Linked DNA regions of Mus musculus: region 2 is linked to region 1. The links are chromatin contacts, called in public Hi-C maps. All regions are on one chromosome and are shown on one strand. The core of a region is the stretch at or near the end of the contact, and the rest is flanking DNA. Distances in the headings are between cores, read along the strand shown. Region 1 has its middle 130 kb from the start of Isl1. Region 2 has its middle 130 kb from the start of 4930435F18Rik.

Region 1 (2,831 bases), core at 316-2,815:
TATATGTCTTTGAATTTGGTAACTTTTTAGTAACAAGCAAAACTCTGGAAGCAGATGCTGCTGATGTATGTACGCAAGAGGTGCAGACAAAATAATCAACACAGCTATCTAAAGGGACGGCGTTAGCATAAGAAGCACAAAGGCATTGTGGAGCCACTGATCAGTCTCAAGAACATTTTTGCGGACTTGGATTGAGGTTCAGTATCAGAGCCTTTGCTCACAGGCTCAAAGTTCCGGGTATGATCCACAAAGCTGGAAAATGGATAGGAAATTATTTTGTACTATGGGCTTCTGAGTTAAGGCAGAAGCTTTGTCACAATGTAATGTCAACATTATGACAAGTTCCTGGCTTCCTTGTTGTATAACCAGAGTTAGCCATCTTTGTAAATGTATGAATCTAGTAAATTTGATTTAAAGAGTTCTTACATTAAATGTTAAGTGCAGGAATACTTTAATTTCTTCTACCTACATGCCTCTGATGATGCGTGTTAGTGGGTGATCAGAAACAATAAATAATTATCAGAGATATAGGAGATTCTGATACTTGGATATTTTTTCTGTTTAGGTTAGCTATTTTGATTTCTTGCATTTAATAAAATATACCATCCCCTTATTATGATAATTAATGAAAGTGTCCCAGAAAATAAATGTTTCCCTTAAGTAGATGCTTTTGAGACAGTAATAAATAACTACATTACTTTAAATTTTCATAACAAGCTTGTCATATGCAAGATATGCCCCATAAATTATACATACTTACCATTAGTAATGTATAGACTATCCAGTGTCAGACATATAAAGTAGAAATTTTCTTAAAATGGCCTTAGCAGGGTGTAGCTGTATTGTATGTCCAATGTACTGTTGGTATATTGAATATCTCTCATCAGTAAGATTTCTTTTTTTCTACAATTAGCAACTGACTTCGAATCACTATTACCTTTAAACAACCTCGTGAGGACTAGAGGCTGTTCATTTTGGTCAACTGAAGCTGGTTTTCAGTGGGTTAACTGGGATCATTGCTTCCAAAACTGTTCATATCCTCAGACTTCCCGGCCCTAGCAGAGGCTGGCTCTGTAATAAGTCTCATGTTACACGGGGGGATTAGATTTGTAGAAATCCTGTAACTCAATCGGTACCTGCCTATTCTCTCCTGGCGTCAGCCTGCCTGCACTGCTTTGCTCTGTAGACATACCTGGCATTCCACCCATGCCTCCTCACTTAAGGAAGTGAACTGGAGCCAGCCTAACAAAACATTGGGGCATTGTTGTGAAGGAGCAAGCAAGCCCTTTGACAGCCAGGCAAAGTGTGAAGTCGGGCTTTGCAATGCCTCTTGCCCTTCACTGAAGAATAGATGCAACTCTCACTTCTTAATATCCTACACCAAGGATGAAATGCAGGCATGCTCAGCATTGCTCAATAAAATGCAATTTCAACCCCAACATAAGATAGAGAGAATTCTCACTACCTTTTCCCCACCCCACCCCCAACTCGGTCACCACTAGTCTTTACCCTCCCTTTGTCCCTCTGCTTCCTAGCCTAACAGTGGACCTTGACAAACATGTTTACACGCAGAGGTGGGGAAACAAAAGCAAACGCCAAAGCGCAACGCAAACAGGCTTGGCACTGGGTCCTAGAACAGCAAGTGAACCAATTTCTGGGAGCTACGCCAATCGTGATAAGCGATGCTTTTTAACACACATCTCTAGTTCTCGGTGCGAATCATTCATTAAACAATTAGCATGTTACCTTGTTAAGAATCTTTAAAAACTAAGGTGAGGTGGTTTTGTTTTTTTGTTTTTTGTTTTTTTTTCATTCAGGAAGCACACGGATTGTTTAGCATCTTTTTCTAATTAAGCATTAATCCCTCCCAGGAAGAATGAGTCAGTCAAGCAAAGGAACTTTTAAAGATAAGGGATTTCTCCTTTGTAAACTGCAATTAACAGCTTTTAGCGAGCAGCCTTGCTCCACTCCTCCTCGCTGCTGAAATGAACCTGAGGACTTTTACTTCTTGCTTGCTCTTTATGCAACTGGCCACTCTCAGGAAACAGAGATATTTATGACAAATGGAGACATAAGATGATCTGTGAAAACCGCAAATGAAACAAAGGGCCTTTCATTTACAGTGTGATCATATACAGTGTCTTTTCTGACAGGACATGTCCTCACTGTGTCAAATAGACACTTTCCCATGGGAGCATTCTCTCTTTCACAGGTGGAGGCCACCCTGGCACTTAGATTATGTCACCAACCCTCACTATGAATATCTATCCATACACACATACACATCCACACATTTTGCAGTTGTTTCGAGAGGGAATTGTAAAGTCTTAAGGTTCTACGATATTTTTTATCATTCAAATATCTATTTCTAACGTTTACCAGCAAAATAATGATAATAAAAAAAGACGAAGTCTTTATCCCTTCCTGTGAGTACATGGTTGAGGGTTGACACCTGCCACCAGTCTTCTACAGAAAAGCAGTCATGTTCTACATAGGCCCTTACATCAATACAGTGTTGTAGTGGGACACTGCCAGCTGTTTCTTTCTTGGAAGTTCTCTGGGTTCCTCATTTTTCAAAGGAGTGTAAAGCACAAACCATAGGAGGCCAGTCTATGTAACTCACAAAAATGAAGCAACATTAATTATTTTATTCATGATAGACATTTTGTTATTAGAACTTCTGGGTTGAGTCAAAGAGCAATTTCATTTATAAGTCAATTTTGCAGGATTTAATATTTATATAAATTTTATATTTTATATTTAAATGATGTATACCATCTCACATATCCAGAGATTTAGACCTAGTACCTTCAAAGAAATCTAATTGAATT
Region 2 (2,700 bases), core at 43-2,542, 260 kb after region 1:
CCAAGATAGTATTGCCATGACTACCTGAATTTGACCTCCAATCACTTTCCAGTCATTTTGAGCTGCTTCTAATGTACAACTGTCAGTTTGTAGAATGAAATACACATATGTAAAAAAAAAAAAAAGTTAAAAAGAAAATGTTTGGACCAATCCCAACATCTCTTTTAAATTTGGGGGGGGGGTTTGTTTTGTTTTGTTTTGAATACTAATCAGGGAAATAATAGTGTCACCCACATCCTTAGGCTGTGTTGAGTCAGATATAATCACGTAAAGAAATCAATAAGCAAACCAGAGAAAGTTAATAAGGAACCTGAAACTATTAATGTCCACCATTCATATGAGGCAGGTAGGCATCCTATGGCCAGGGAAATCGAAGACAGGACTACACGGGACTACATGCTCTACGCATTCAGGTGTATTGGAAGTCCAGGACCGCTTGGTCCTGCCAAGAAGGATTCTACAATACCTGGAAGTCAAGATTAGACATTCAATAAACACCACCACAGCTTCAAACTATGACCTTTACAGAGTGCTAGGAAGGCAAGGCGGGAGTTTGGGGGGGGGGGTCTTTAATCAAAACCCTCAGAGGCCAGAATCTGTCACACTGATGTCCTCCTGGTGACTTAATGCTTGCTGACAGTTTCTGCATCAGGTGGATAGAAAGAAAAAAAAAAAAGTCCTGCCTTTCTTCCAGCAAAGGGCAATTGATCTAGGAACAAAGATCCTGAATCCTGGGCTGAAGAAATAGAACCTGATTTGGCAAACAAATGACATGTAAAACCAACATACACAGAGCGGCAAGTGACAAAGGAAATTGCAAATGGCTCTAAACACTGTTTTTCCATAGACCACAAAGAGAAACTGTGGTAGACAGGGGAGATGGAGCATAAAATTGGGCGGACTGATTCAGGGTTTGTTTTGATATTTCAAATCATTTATTTTTTTTTTAAAAAGTGTGTGTGTGTGTGTGTGTGTGTGTGTGTGTGTGTGTGTGTGTGTGTGTGTGTACGTGAGGGGAGGAGGGAAAAGACTCTAACGCGAAGGGGCTGTCGGCAGACGATGCACAAATGAAAGCGCGCTTTCTCAATTTCCAAAGCTCTAAATGTAGAGAAATGCGCAATTATCCTGGGACGAGGTGGAGAGCGCAGCCTCGGGAGTTAAAGGCAATCGGGTCTCTGTCGGAGAAAAGCTAGCGCTGGGACTGAACTTCCAGCGGCCGCCTGAGGTGAGCATCAGGAGGGAACCCGGCCTTGCAAGTCCGCCTCTGCACACTTTCCGAGCTGTGATCTCCAGCCGGGTCCCCGCAGGCGTCTAGGGAAAAGGCACTCAGCGGGGCGTCCGGGAACCCTAGGCTCACCCTTCCAGGTCCACTGAGCAACAGGCTGGCCAATAAAATTAAAGGATAGTAAGAACGTCTGGAGGAGGACAGAACCAGAATTCGCCCCTCAGTTCTGGGGTGTCGGGCACATTCAGGGTCCCCAGGATGGGACACGGGTCCTAGGGCGATGATGTCTCCTTTAAAGGCACTGTTTTGGGATGGCGAGGAAACGGAGGCTTAGACCCAGATCGGTTTATCCTGGAAGCCTCAGCATTCTTTTCCAGCCGCTGCCGGCTCTCCGGTATCCCGTCGAGGTCTGCGGGGCTTCTGGCTCCTGAGAGGCTCTCACCACTTTGGAGCAGCGCTCCCCGGCCTTGGTTGAGCCCTGAGGCCTCGGGACTGGCTTGTACTGCCCGCTCCGGAGTTGCTGCTCTAGACCTCATTCCTTTTCAAGCACTTGAATATATATATATATATATATATATTCTTTTTACCAACAGATTGGTTATTTATTTATTTATTTATTTATTTATTTATTTATTTATTAATAAAACTTATTCAACCTTTTAGAGGCAACATCGTTCCTTTCTTCGGTATGGTATCCGTGGATAATCAGATAATCTCATGCCTGCCTTTGTATTCTTGAAGCTTTAAACTCTGCAAATATTGATGTCGCTTCACTGAAAAGGCGTTTCGCAGTCCAATCCCAACCCCCTTAGACTTTACCCTTCATAGGCATGCAGCGAGAGGAGAGTTGGAGTCAGCCTGGGTTTTCTGATCCCACAATTAAACTGGAACAATTGTGTTTGGTTTAGAGTGACCAGTTTGTTCCGCTCTTGCAAGAGAAGTAATGTTTATTTTGTGATCCCTTTATGTTATTGTGCAGCCGAAGAAACTTCGTATTTTAAGCAAATGTATTGTTCCACAGCCTCGGGGGTGTGAGTTCCAGTCCTGAGCACTACTTTGTCTGCTCTTCTCTCTCCCGTATTTCATCTGTCCTAGGCACTCGATGCGATCTTTCCCCCCAACTGTTTGTCTCCAGTCCCTCCCAGTCCCTGCTCTGTTCTTTAATTTGTCTTGTGTTAGCTTTGGGTCAGCAAGTCTTTTGTGCTGGGTCCCTGGGCCTCACTCTGTGTGTGTGTGTGTGTGTGTGTGTGTGTGTGTGTGTGTGTGTGTTTCTTTTGTTACTTTCCACCCTAACACTGCAGAAATGAAACACACATGCCCTGTTGTCGCCTCATATTTTCAGATGTTTTTCACACTATTGTCCTCTCCAGTCCGTTGAAAGTGCAAAGTGGAAACACATGCACCCGAAAACATTTTTTTGAAAGGGGACAGCCCTAGGATGGAGTCTAACCTCCTGAATAAAGATAAGCAATAAA

The links. A called contact is a pair of places that touch in the nucleus more often than the background predicts.
Region 2: a contact with region 1 is called in a Hi-C map of the N1E-115 cell line, with 5 times the contacts expected there. The contact joins two enhancer-like sites. A contact is called at or near these places in 1 of 484 Hi-C or Micro-C datasets (the N1E-115 cell line) and 3 of 115 datasets of contacts at active chromatin or transcription factors (embryonic forebrain, neural tube and stem cell-derived neural progenitor cells).

The regions. Positions count from the first base shown.
Region 1 is chr13:116,442,171-116,445,001 of GRCm38.p6, forward strand. No RefSeq gene overlaps it. Among named protein-coding and RNA genes, the nearest start is that of Isl1, 130 kb to the left of the region's middle. Within about 2 kb of position 1,566, at least 30 of the 459 cell types and tissues checked have an H3K27ac peak or open chromatin away from gene starts, as enhancers often do. A contact at or near this core is called in the N1E-115 cell line, where this site is marked.
Region 2 is chr13:116,704,544-116,707,243 of GRCm38.p6, forward strand. No RefSeq gene overlaps it. Among named protein-coding and RNA genes, the nearest start is that of 4930435F18Rik, 130 kb to the right of the region's middle. Within about 2 kb of position 1,293, at least 37 of the 459 cell types and tissues checked have an H3K27ac peak or open chromatin away from gene starts, as enhancers often do. A contact at or near this core is called in the N1E-115 cell line, where this site is marked.